Regions from separate parts of the Mus musculus genome. Here region 2 is linked to region 1. The links are chromatin contacts, called in public Hi-C maps. All regions are on one chromosome and are shown on one strand. Each heading gives the region's core, a stretch centred on a gene start, on an enhancer-like site or on the middle of the called end of the contact. The rest is flanking DNA. Distances are from core to core; before and after follow the strand shown. Region 1 overlaps Rtkn2 (rhotekin 2). Region 2 has its middle 14 kb from the start of Gm32748.

Region 1 (6,812 bases), core at 2,159-4,658:
TTTGAGAATATTTTTACTTAATACCTTTGCAGGAATCTGTTCTTCCTTTGTATTATGTGGGCCCTAGAGATCAAACACAGGTCCCCAGGTTAGACCACAAGTACCCACTGACCCATCTTGCCTTCCCTGGCTGTGTTTGTGAGATAGGATCTCCCTAGGTAGCATAGGCTAGCCTTGTGTGATCTTCTGGCATAAATGGTATCTCACTTTGTTTTATGCAGTGTGAATTCCCAATTGGAGGGTTGGTGTTGGCTTCCATCTTAGAATTTTCTTGAAAATGTTTTTCTGTCCCCCCTCCCCACATTCTATTCCCTCATCTTAATGTATTGTATGTTCATTCTTTGGAGCTTACAAGAAATGAGATGCCATGCCCACCTGCACATAGGAACAAAGCATAAGGTGCTTTTGAGGGTGGGTATCTTTCAGCCATAGGAAGAGCAGCCCACAGGTTGGCTGGGTAACACCAGACTCGAAAAGCCAGCGTTGCTAATGAGCCCGAAGTACAAGTTTTGTGATAAGTTGGGCATCAGAATGTAACCAGAACACGTTATTAGGAAGTGTACTAGTTTATGTACACTCAAAAGAGGGTGTCTCTGTATCTCCCTGAAAGCTAGCTAGCTGCCGACTGAACATCCTTGGAGACAAATCCTTCACATTGGTCGTTAGTATTCATAGCTACCTCTTTATTTTAAAGCTCAGCTGTTTTCGAAAGACATGATGTGTTTTTCTCTCGGCAGGGATTCGAGTTCTGAAAATAAAGAAGGAGAATCCTGCAGAGGAAAGATCGCCCTGTCAGGTATGCTGCAGTGTGTCACTGCGGGTCCCTGAATATGTTTATAGACTGACTATTATTGCAGGCCTTGTGCATTCTGTATTTCCAGCAATCCAATGTTTAGTCTAACTATTTAATCATTATGGTCTACAATTGCATGGAACTTCATGGATTGGGGAAACTCTGTCACATGCTACACACATTGTGTGGGTTTGTCTTCTCTTCAGGCACTCGAGTGAGTGGAAGGTGTGTTCAAGTCACTTGCTTGCTGTTGAGCGTTGGAGAGCTGGGCTGCAAACCCACAAGGGTTCTCTCTCTGTCATTTCCGTTTGGAAAGGCGGTTCAAGCTGCATGTTCCATGGTGGTTTGGCCCATGTTTGGCCACTGTCACTGGGCTGGGCTCCTCATGGTTGCTCAGTGAATATCAGGTAGATGACTGGCCACTTGCAGCCGGTAAAATGCAAACTGCCCCAGCCCCACCAAGTTTTCCATTCTGCCCAATTCTTTTCCTGGCTCTGTCTTCCATTACACAAGCCACGTGATTTAGGCAGATTTTTCCCCCACTTTCTCTTGTCAACAGAGGCCTTGATTGAGACACCTGATTGGGTTGTGCAATTGTTTCATTTCCTCCATTCCCTCCCATCTTTGCCTCTGCTGGAGTGGCATTTCCTGTCAGCAGAGCGAGCAGGCACCTTGCCACTAGATGGCGCTTAGGTTGTCGGTCTCAGTTTCTCCAAAATGGTAGCCCCCCACCCCTTCCGTACCAACCCCCTGCCACTAGATGGCGCTTAGGCTGTCTCATTTCTCTAAAACGGCAGCCCCCCACCCCATCCACATCCCCGGAAGAAGTGGCATGGAGATGCCACACGATTAGCATGGCTGGCTTGCAGATATCTCATCGCGACACCCTGCAAACAGCCTTGTGGCCTGAGCTGAACCCCCAGTAATAGCTGGTGTATCCCACTGGCCAGAGCAAGGTAGAGCGCCTGCTATTGTGTCCCCTGGCCTGCTGAGGGACTATTCTCTCTCTCCATCGCTCACAGCCATGGTACTGAGTTTTATTTGACCTCACTGGCAAAATTGGAGAAATTGCCCTCAGTGTGTGTGTGTGTGTGTGTGTGTGTGTGTGTGTGTGTGTCGGGGGGGGGGGCAGGGGGAGCACCTCAGAAAATTATATGAACTTCATAAAATCCTTTTGCCTGTTTTGTGGTTATTTGCGTTCACGATCAGCCTTCCACTTGTGGCTGACGTGCCCTCAGCGTGTCCTGTGTCCTGGTCTCCGTCTTGTACTTGTGGCTGACATGAGGCCCACTGCTTTGCCTGGGCCTTTTAGCTGTGGAACAGAGGACGTTTGCAGACTCCTCTCTACTGTGCCTAAATACATCCTAACATGCATAGGTAAATGCTGGAGAACTTCAGAGATTTCCCACCACCACTAAAATATTGCCCTCTTCCCTTGCTTCTAATAAGGTTCCACTCTGTAGGCGAATGGGGTAGGTGACCTGGTCAGTGAGTTCGGTGACTTAACATTGTCTGTTGTCCTGTGGAGACCGCTTGTTTACTGCCACCACGTTTAGAAGAGTCTTGAACAAAAATATTTAAGGTCAAGGATGACTTTTCGTGATCTCAGATACCTTTGGACAGAAGCCAAGGTTAGCTTTTTTTTTTTCTCCCCAAGACAATTTGAAGCCTAATTAAGGCGTGAACCCCCGGGAGATGGGACACCCGTGTCATTAGCATCATTAGCATGATTTCAGCTGACTGGACATTTTTGCAGCCCAGTTTCAGAATGTTTCTAAGATCGCGCTGTAAACAGGACAGACCTGGATTTTGAGGTTTTCACTGACCAGAGCTTCCTAACTATACAAATAACAGGTCCATCCCATCCTTCCCGCACCAGGTGATGCGGGGTGGCTGGTGTGTGTTTTCGCCTCCCAGTTCAGTGACTAGACCAAACTGGTTACCCACAAACGGTCAGCGGTTTCAGTTTTTTGTGGGTTTTTCCATCTTTCTTTCTTTTCATATGTGTACGTGCGTGTTTGCATGTGTGTGGATGTGTGTAAGTGCCTGTGCACATGCTAGGCTTCCGGAGGTTGTGGCATCCCAGTCCTGATGTCCACACTACTCATTTTGATGCAGGGCCTGTCAGTCACACCCACAGGTCCCTGGTGATGCTTAAGTCTCTAGAGCCAACTTTCTTTGGGGACCCCCTGAGGTGTCGGCCACAGCCACCGGACATGCACATGGGTTTTGCGATCCAAACTGTGGCTGTGCAGCAAGATGGCCTCCAAGCCATCGCCCCAGTCCAGTCCCTAGTACACATCAGGCCAGCTACAATGCTGTTGAGGCTGTCTTAGTTTGCCATAAAATGCCAGCAGAGACATTAAAAAAAAAAAAAAAGACAAAGGTGGACCACTGTAAGCTGAAACCCAGCTGATCATCTGCCAGAATGTAGAAGGTATTTCTGTCATTCGATGTTGGATCCTTTGCTGTCTGAAGACTGCACAGCCAACAGGGACACAGATGAGAAAGATCCCCTTACATGGAGTCGAGGCGAGGTATGGGGAAGAGCAGGATGGAACCCAAGCTGTGGGGAGGCCTGGGTCAGTGTCCTCCCATGAGCGCGTGAACAGTTAGAGCTTCGCCACCACAGCCAGGACAGCTGCGAGTGAGACGCACTGGCCACTGTGGAATGAAAGGAGCTAGGAGGCGGCCACTGTGGTCCAGCAAGAAGTGAGTTTGGACAGGCCATTAGCCGGGTTATAATTCAAACACAATGAAGACATCCGTATTAAAGTCACGGGTAAAATACCGGGGTCTTATTATGGTCAACATAAGTTAGGACTGGTTTGGAATTGTAGCTAACATAATGGCTGGAAAACAAAGCTATTGAAAAAATGGAACAGGCAGATTGGATACTTTGGAGGCTAACGAATGGCAGATGGAGATGACCTCAGGGGAGGGACTGAGACGCTGGAATTAAAGCATTCAATAGATCCCGACCGGATTTAGGAGAAATAAATAAAAGGCGGTAGTTTTTCTTCAAACCAGCAATGACTTGCTAGGGATGACAGTGGAAAAAGTGTCACTTACAGTAAAGCAGCAGCCCCCCCCCCCAAGCATTAAATATATAAGAAATAACCTTAATTAAAATACACGAGCAGGAGCAGGAGGCGAAGCTCCGTGGGAGGGTTCTTCCCAGCCCCTGGGCCTGACTTCTAGCCCTCAAACAAACAGAAAGCCAGGGTGAGAGCAAATGGTAAGGGTAAATCTGTAATGTGAAGATGAAATATTAAAAAGTTATTAGTTCCCTGGGCCAGTGAGGGCGCTCAACAGATAAAGGTGCTTGCTACCAACCCTCATGACCTCAGTCCTCCTGAGGCCCATGACTTCCACAAGTCGCCTCTGATCTCTGCACACAGGGAGACACAAAGTCTCTCTCTCTCTCTCTCTCTCTCTCTCTCTCTCTCTCTCTCTCTCTCTCTCTCTCTCTCTCTTCACATATGTGTGTGTGTGAGTATATATGTATGTGTGTGTGTGTGTGTGTGTATATATATATATATATATATATATATATATATATATATAATAAAACACATTCCTAAGTTGTTTTGCATAGTAAAACATTTGAGAGGGAATTTTGACCAAAATTAAAAACATTCTTAAAAAGAACCAGTGACAGTCACATGCCTCCAAAAGACAACAACCCAGCGCAGCAGGCGTCAGAAGGTGTCAGTTGATAACTGATTCAGTTCCACACATGAAGTGTTTGGCCCAGGAACAAGCATGGATGGCCTCAGAAGGGCACAGCCAATAAGGAAGTCAGCGTGACATATACGTAAAGCTAAGATAATATTTAGAAGAATGTATTCTCACTTCAGATACTTGCAAATTTCACACATATTTAATAACTTCTAACACACACACACCGCCAGAGCTGGAGAGATGGCTCAGTGGCTGAGAGTGTGTACCAATTTCCACAGGACCTGAGTTGGGTTCCCAGCATCTACATATGGCTCGGAACGACCTATATCACAGAGCCATTGGATACAGCGCCCTCTTCTGGCCTTCATGGGCATCGGTCCTGCAAGTGGTGCAGAGACATGCATGCAGGAGAAACACCCATCTGCATAAAAATAAATATTTTTAAAAATCATCTCTAAACAATAATTAGGAAATTGCTGTGTATATTTCTTTTTGTTTTTGGTGGGCCCAGTCTGTCATGGAGCTCAGAGGTTCACATCGTGGGTGAAACAAAAATTATCAAAATAATTGTTTCTTTTTCTTTTCTTTCTTTCTTTTTTTTTTTTTGCCTTCTTTATAGATATCCGAATACCATTAATGTGGAAAGACTCCGATCACTTCAGTAATAAAGAATGTACGTATAGCTTTAATTTGTATTTGGAAATGTTTCCTCGAGTGCTTAGGACACGCATTTGTGATTTCTGAGGTCAGAACTCTTTGGTTCGGAGACACATTGGTGCCATTTGGCTATAAGCATCCTGTCAGCAAACTGTCGATTTCTGACTTGGGGGACCGCACATCAGTTCCCTGATTCAGACTAAGATATGCATACCAATGAAGGGGAGTCATCAGCGATGGGAACTTGTGTGGGGGCTCAGAGTGGAGAGATGGGTAGAAAGGTAGAGCCCCCACACCCCAAAGAGGCATGGGGTGAGTCAGTAGACGTGAAATTTCTTTTTTTCTCTTATTATGTATGACTCAGGAGGTCTGAGCTTTGCTTTGCTAGATCGTTTAAGAGGGTGTAATGAAAGATTTTTAGATTGCTGTGATTTTCTCCTCCTCCCCCTCCCCCTCCTTCTCTGTTTCATTGGCTACACACAGTCTTCACAAGTCCATGTATCTCTTGGATCACGGACATTAACCTCAAATGTGCCCTAGCTGTTCAAGGCAGAGCCGGGTGACCCAGCAGCCCCTTCATTTGCCTTGTTTACCTTGATGGCTTTGTCCATATTCCAAAAGCCAAATGGTATCGGGCATAATTAGTTTTACATGAAGAATTTAAATCAGGTTAGTGTTTGTTTTTCAATTAAGACGTATAATTCACTTCACCAAGGAATGCTTGTGGGATTTGAGTCAATCTTCGAGATTACTGCAGAGAATAAACTTTCCTAAAGAGCTGCGTTTTCTCAGTAATGAGGATTTAGCCCTTTAATCACCTGGCATTTTTAAGAACGTCACCAGATTGGAGGGTCTAGCTGCTGTTGTTTGTATCCATGCCTGCCATTTGGGCGTTGGGGTTTTCACATCCTTTTTTTCCCTTACTTATTGTTTGGTGGCTGTTGATACACCTTACAAGTCATCTTTTCTTGGACATCAAAACTTGGACATCAAATGGAGTCATTTATATGTGTGGCGCTAAATTGACCGAGAGGCATAAAGTTTGCTAAGTGATCAGATTTGGCTGCAGGGATCTCTTTGGGACACCGCCGAGGGGCCCCGTGTTTATTTTCTGATGTTCCTTGGTTTGAGGTTGGGCTTGAGTGGGGTGAGGGAGTGAGTGACCTCCGAGTGTCTCACTCACACAGGTATGATTGTCCTGCTTGTGACGGCTCCTGCCGCTGTCTGCTGTCTCTCCTCTAGGCACACAGCGCTTCGCCATCTTTTGCTTATTCAGGATGGGAGCTCAGGTGTTTGACACGGACATGGTGATTGTGGACCAGACAGTCACAGATATATGTTTCGAAAATGTCACCATCTTGTAAGTAGCCTTAATCCTCAGAGGGTGAAATCTGAACTTCTGCCTCTTTTTTTTTTTTTCTTATCAGTGAAGAAAGCCTAATTACTGTCTTTTAAATTCTGATGGCCTACATCCTGGTGGGCCTTGGCTTCTTTTCAAAGCACCGGCAGCTTTAAAATGTTTAAAAGTTACCCCCTTTTTTGGATCCAGAATAAAATAGAAATCTTATAATTAATACTTAGCAAGCAGACAGTTGACTCAATGGCTCTGCTAAACTTCTTATAAATATTTATATTTCTGTCCCTACCCAAACTCTGAGTATGATAGAATTTCATTTGA
Region 2 (6,812 bases), core at 2,126-4,625, 350 kb after region 1:
TGCCGGACACACACACAAAAGCACTGCATTCATGCTTCTCAGCCGATACCGGCTACATTAAGATGCTTTACCAAAGGGGCTCCTTGGGACAATCCCATCTCATAGCCCCTGACTCTGATGGCTCCAGCTTCCCTACTGTTTGTTCCCTTCTCCGTTGTCTCCTTAGCCGTGACCAAAAGCCGGCCTGCTTCGATGATCCTCACGGCCAGCTCGAGTGAAGGGAAATGACTGCTTTTAAAAAGAATAAATGTACCCAAAGACCAATGGCAGTCGATGTATCAATGCCCAGCACCTACTCTTGGGTGGGATAATTCTGGGGCGTATGTTCTGATTCCCCGAAGTCCTCCTTTGGTAAATATTATCCAGGTGCCTGCCGATTCGGTGGTAGCCGATTCGACAACACATCCGGTAGAGGGCGCTTCCTATGTCTCATCTCATTTTTTGACCCCACAACTAGAATTTTTCTGTGCCTCTCAAACTAACTGCTTGCCCTCAAGTGGCCTCGGGGTGTGCTTCTAGGAGAACCCAAAGTACATCAGAACCCTTAGGGGTTCTTCTGGATTTTATGTCATCATGAGCCATTTTGAACCCTAAGAAAATGAGTCGCTATACTTAATTTCTTCGGGATGAAAGCTTGGTCCAGTGATATTTTAACTCTTGCATCGTCGGGAGTTCTCTAAGGTTGTTAAGAGTTGTCAGCTGCTATATCCCAGGACCTTAGCAAAACATGGAGGAGAATATGTACCAAAGATTCTCCTGAGGAAAAACTGTTTTTACCCTGCAGGGTTTTACTTAGTGAGGCTCATTGGGCCGTGAACACTTGGGACATAATGACTGGAACATGATATTCTTTTCTTTTTCAGACTTAGGCATTTATTGCTCTCCTTGAGAAGACTGGCTTTCCTCAGGTAAAGAACACATGTGGATGGGCGAGCCTGAAAGCCATTTTTATCTCCTTGGAAGGCATTTTCATTCCGTCGTTCAACAAAGGTTTATTGAACTTTAACAGGGTTTGAGCTTTAGGCTAAGCCCTGTGAAGCACTCATAAACACAAAAAATGGGCAAAAGGCACAGTTCCATCCCAGGGTTCATAGATCTGGGAACAGCCATTGAAATACCCTTTTTCAGGGTTCATTTGGGTGGTAATACATTTCATCCCGGAGAACAATCAGAAAATCAAATTGACTTTGGTATGTTTGCTTGATTTTAAAAATATGATCCCAAGGGGAAAATAGCCCTGTCCACAGAGACGAATGATTACCAATCTCAAAATAGTTTGTACTGTATTTAAAAAAAAAAAAAAAAAACCCAGCCACAAACATTCCCTTTTGAATTCTTAACCTAATTTCCCAGAGCTGCTTAACCCATCTTCTTCTTCTCTAATTTCCATGCTCTGCCTAAGTCTTTAAGGTCTCCATTGGTTAATGTTTAATGCTCTCTACGGCCAGTGTTTGATGTTTACACTTTATTGGGTTAACCAAATTTGTAGAACAAATTAAATGTGTGCAGGTCTTTGGCAAGCCGCATTTAGATATGTGTTGCTCGGAAACCGCCTCATTGTTCGATACTGCATGCCCCAAATAGTTTCAATTAACTGTTTTTTTTTTTTTTTTTTTTTTTTCCTGGCAATATCTGCAGCTATCTGCATGGCTTTTGGGAAGTTATTACTTCGTAAATTTACAGATGTTACCGCCCCATTCTCCCCACCCTACCCCCGCCTCCAGAAAGCATGTCACAGCAGAAGAGAGCACATCTGTGTGACATGGAGTGTCAGCAACAGGTAACTTATTAAACCAGAGTGACCAAAGACCAGAAAAATATGTCAGGGGTAGAGCAGAGGAACAGGGATGGGGGTGGGGGGAATCTGTGGGAAGAGGGAGTGAGGCAGGAAAGCTGGTATTTGTGATACTACCAAGATACATACTAGGAAAAAAATACAGGGAGGGATAGCACAGTTTAGATAAAGAATATTAATATAATTATCTGAGAAACATATCAGTTTTCAATCTACTAGTTTAGTTTTGTTTTTTAAATAAAAAAGTTTTAAATTGTTTATCTGTGCATGCATGTGCATGAACACCCCCCCACACACATATATGCACATGCACACGCATGTGCGCGAGTGAGCACATGGACACACACACACAAAGTCAGGTACCCATAGGGGCCAGAGGTAGCAGGTCCGCCTGGAGCTGGAGTTACAGCTGATTGTAAGAGGCCTGATGTAAATGAACTGCAGTTCTTTTAACTTAATTGCTGAGCTGTCTCTCTGGAAGCCATTTTTTTTTTTTTTTCTTTTTGAATACATTCAAAGGGTCATGGGCTTCCACAACAATGGACAGACCGGGGAGGAAGGTAATTTGTACATTCTACATGTCCAGCAAGGTTGGGCCGGCCCATCATGAATCTGGCCAGACTCTCTTTCCAACTTCACAGAGCCCCATTGGCTAGACAAGTCAGCCATGATCTCCGGAGTGTCACACACTCCAAAATTCTGAGGACACATTTCAAAATCCTGCCCCATTAAATAGTTATTTTTATATATAAAAGAGATTTATTCAGCCGGGCGTGGTGGCGCACACCTTTAATCCCAGCACTCCGGAGGCAGAGGCAGGTGAATTTCTGACTTTGAGGCCAGCCTGGTTTACAGAGTGAGTTCCAGGACAGCCAGGGCTACACAGAGAAACCCTGTCTCGAAAAACCAAAAAAAAAAAAAAAAAAAAAGAGAGAGAGAGAGAGAGAGAGAGAGAGATTTCATTTTTAGTGCTGTGTGTGTGTAGCTGTGTGTGTGGAGGTGAGTGTGTGGAGGTGTGTGCATGTGTGAGGGCAGGTGCCTTTACATCCAGAAGAGGGCATCAGGTGTGCAGGAGCTGGAATTACACGCGGTTGTGAGCCTTCTGATGTAGGTGCTGAGAACCAAATTTGGATGCCTTGTAAGGAGGAGCACCCACTCTGAACTGTGGGTCTTTCCAGTCTCTTAAAATTCTTCGGGGTGGGGGTGGGAGGAGTGTGGGGGGTTGGCGTGAGGTCATGGCTTACAACTCTTTTTAAAAGATGTAAGTTTCACGACTCCCTGTACACCAAAGAACAACTTCATTTCATATTCCTTCTGGAGTGTCTTGACTGTAGCCATTAGCAATCCATCCTCCGTTTTCCTAGCCCGTATTTTCTTACAGCCTCGCCGAGAGACGCCGAGTTTTTGACCCAGTGTGAGAAAATATTAAGATGGTTCTGAGATTTCATCACCCGACGAAAATAAGGAATCCCCAAACTGCAGGGTCATGGATGGACTTTGGGGCTCGGGTTTCCAGAGGGGTCAGATTTCCCCTGGCTCCTCAAGTCTAGTGGAGAGAGGCTGGGTCTGAAGCAGTATCGGTTTTTCTGGCACCAGAACCACGGCTGAACACTAATGCGTTTAACAGTTGGACTTATTTTTAATCTACTGTATTAGGGAGCGCAAATTTAATCAAGAACAAAATGTTACCGACGGTGTTTTTGTTTCTGCGCATGCATACATTCCCAGTGCTGTCTCCGGTTCTCTTGAGCTACAAGCTCTCTGACTTATTTCATAACATTAGATTTTTTTTTTTTTAAGTGCCAATGTTTGTGGAGGGTGAAGAAGGAGAGAAATAAGGAGCTGGAGACGCCCCCCCCCCATCATTAAAGAAATAATTGCAGTACAGATTTTTTAACAATTGCTCTCCCTGCAGTGAATGTTGTTATGGACGGAGCTAATAAATGTCTTCAACCATTACTGCTGGGATACACTTTTGGCTTATTTTTCTGCCATTGGGAGGCATGGCTGGGTTGAGACATTCGGTTTTTTTTTTTTTAGCTCCCCCCCCCACCCCCCCCCCCCCCCCCGCCAACACCACCCCCCCTTAATCAAAGAAAGAGATCTTATCTCCCTAGCCAGCCTAGCTTACCCCCTCCCTCTGCCCTCCTCCCTGGATGCCTAGTTTACTGAAACCTGACTTGCAGGTCAGGGAACTGGTAACAGATTAATTTTACTCAAAGAGGAACACTAAGTATTTTGGCTGGGACACATGAGAATCCTGTTATAATATTACCATTTTCCCCTTTCTAAATTAAATATTAGGAAAAATTAAGCCAAGTAGTGGCCCACGCTACAGTGGAAAGTATTTCTCTCACAAACACGGGGAGATAAATGCTTGTGTGAGTGAAGGCACAATAAATACACATTATGTTAAAAAACCTAAGATTATGCAGGTTTTAGAGTTATAGCTAAAAGTGGTTTAGTGTTTCATGCCTAATAATAGATTACGCCTATCATATTTCCAACCTTCATTTCTCCTCCCTTTGAAGTCCAGCCATATAAAGGTTGTTTGTTGAACCACACTAAAGTTAAAGCAAACATTACTTAGGGTGATTCATACTGGCAAGAATTTGCAATGAAGGCAGTGGTGTGTGTGTGTGTGTGTGTGTGTGTGTGTGTGTGTGTGTGTGGTGTGCCTGAGTCAAAGGAAATGAAATGTTTGTAATATTTTTTTTCGGTTGATAAATTTATTAAAACATTCTAGAAGCTTCTAAGGGAAGCAGGGCTGACATACATAGACTCTCTGCAAACAGATTACACCCGGGGCCCCGTGGGGGAGGCAGACCTTAAAAGAGGGAAAAATTCTCTGGATTTCAGAAATTGCCACCAGGTCACAGCAATACTTAATTAACTGAATCCATTAACAGAAGGCTGTAACCTAGTTGTTAAGAAGAAGGAAAAAACAAAAGACAAAAAAAACCACACACACACACACACAAAAACAAAACAAAACAAAACAAAACAAAACAAAAAACCAAGAAAACAAAAAACAAAAAGAAAGAAAGAAAAGGAAGAGCAAAGTTAGGGAGTAGCTAGATTCATTTACTCCTCTGTTCTGTGCTTAGGATTAGCCTTTCAGAATGAGCAACCTGATTTTTTTTTTTTTAAAGGATCCATTTACCTTCCAGGCCTTTTCATAGCAAAACATTTTGTAGGGTTGCAAAAGAGATTAATTTGTTGCCAGTTGCTCCATACTGGCAGGGTTTCTGAATAAAGAATGTAAGCAATCTATCTTTGTTTGTAAGATATAATTAATCTGGCAGTTAAAATTCTTTGGAAACATTCTGATGACTTATGTGGAAAAGTGGAGCAAAGATTTCAAAGAAAAACTCAGAACTGTGTGCAGGGGAAGATAAAAGATATATGAAGTGTTTGTTCTAAGCGATACTATTCATTTACAGATCATAACGTAGCCCCACCCTGGCAATTATTCTGGAAAACAAGACAAATCTTTGTCTAGAGCCTTCTGACGGCGGTCTTGATTTGACAAACAAAATAAGCACATTACTGTTGTACTCTAATAGACTGCAAGCTGTTTTATTAGAGTCAGCTGAATCCTGTTTTGCATAAAAAAGAACACTGTTTGCTATGGAGAACACATTTATGTTAATAGGACTTTGACAAAGTAAAATAAAATCGCATTAAGATGCTGCAAAGAGATAAGACAATGAAATCTCCGGGAGAGAGAGAGAGTTTTGGCACACACTAATTACAGTCACGTCCCTGCAGGAAAAGAATATATTTTTACACCAACTATCCATGTGTTTGAAAATGCAGAGAGCTTAAAGCATAATTCCTGGTCTCGGCATTTCCTGGATGCGTCAGGCCCCGTGTGTCACTAAGGTGGTGACTGTTTTAAAGGAGTCTATCTGATAAATCCCACTTTCATTTTCAGCAGCAAAGGCAGGTTTCTTTCTGAATGTGAGCGAGCCTGCCATCATCCTGCTTAGTTTGAAGGGACTTTCCAATATAGGGCCGCTGAAAACAAGGTTTTAGATTACATGGTAATTTAGGAATGCATGAAAAGTGAAGCAGTTACCATAATAGGGTTCTGGGTAAACTTCATGGTTTTTAGAGCAAAACATAACAACATATGTTTTGTGATTTGTCTCAATGATTATATACATATATATATATATGTATATATATATATATATGTATATATATGCAATTTTGTTCGGGTACTATCAAAATATTTGGAGGCCTCATCTGTGCACAGCATTTTTATAACCTTATTTTGAAAACTGATGTCTCTTCTTTTAGTTCAGTCATTAAAAGGCAGGCGATGATGGACGCCTGAATGCCTTGGGTTTTATGACTAGTCAGTTCCTGGCAGCGGCCATATTTCTTCCCTAGTGAAACTTTAATATTCCTTTGGCCTTGTTTAGGCTAAAAAAAAATTTTTTTTTTTTTTTTCAGGATGTGTGTGTGGGGCAACTTTGCTACTCTGGCTGGCTACTTATAAATATCACCAACCAGATATCATACCAAGCAGATATCTGCCTCTCCCCCGCCCCCTGCTCCCCACCCCCCATGACTTAACACCCCACAAAATGAAGAGGCCAGAAAGGGAGACCTATTCTCCCTGGCTTCTAATAAATACTTCCTGCCCTGTGATTATGCTAGATTCTTTCCTGTTAAAAGAGGCAGGGTTATGGAGAAAACCTTGTCGGTGGACGGCGGCGCTATTGAAGGGAAGTGAGCCTCCTTGGAGTAGAACGGGACTGCTATTTGAATTGCTGCTTTGGAACTTGTCCTGAATGAGGCAGCTTTTATGAGAGGCCCGATTTTCAGCCCAGACTCTTTGATCTTCTTGAAGTTGCAACACCAGACACCAGGTGTCTCCACTTAGCTGAGCTGAAGGTCCTGGGAAAGAAGGTTGTGTCTCCAGAAAGGTTGACTGAAGCCTTGCCTTCCTTAGGGCTCCTTGCCTGGGGAAGTGTATAGGGGCTTGCTGGGACCAAAGAATACAGTC

The links. A called contact is a pair of places that touch in the nucleus more often than the background predicts.
Region 2: a contact with region 1 is called in a Hi-C map of myocytes, with 2.3 times the contacts expected there. The contact joins two enhancer-like sites. A contact is called at or near these places in 4 of 484 Hi-C or Micro-C datasets (cortical neurons, embryonic stem cells, myocytes and 1 more).

The regions. Positions count from the first base shown.
Region 1 is chr10:67,996,828-68,003,639 of GRCm38.p6, forward strand. It overlaps Rtkn2 (rhotekin 2), which reads left to right. Exons shown (of 12, transcript NM_001359319.1): 3 at 738-796; 4 at 5,097-5,150; 5 at 6,377-6,494. Among named protein-coding and RNA genes, the nearest start is that of Rtkn2, 21 kb to the left of the region's middle. Within about 2 kb of position 3,409, at least 2 of the 459 cell types and tissues checked have an H3K27ac peak or open chromatin away from gene starts, as enhancers often do. A contact at or near this core is called in myocytes, where this site is marked.
Region 2 is chr10:68,350,561-68,357,372 of GRCm38.p6, forward strand. No RefSeq gene overlaps it. Among named protein-coding and RNA genes, the nearest start is that of Gm32748, 14 kb to the left of the region's middle. Within about 2 kb of position 3,376, at least 92 of the 459 cell types and tissues checked have an H3K27ac peak or open chromatin away from gene starts, as enhancers often do. A contact at or near this core is called in myocytes, where this site is marked.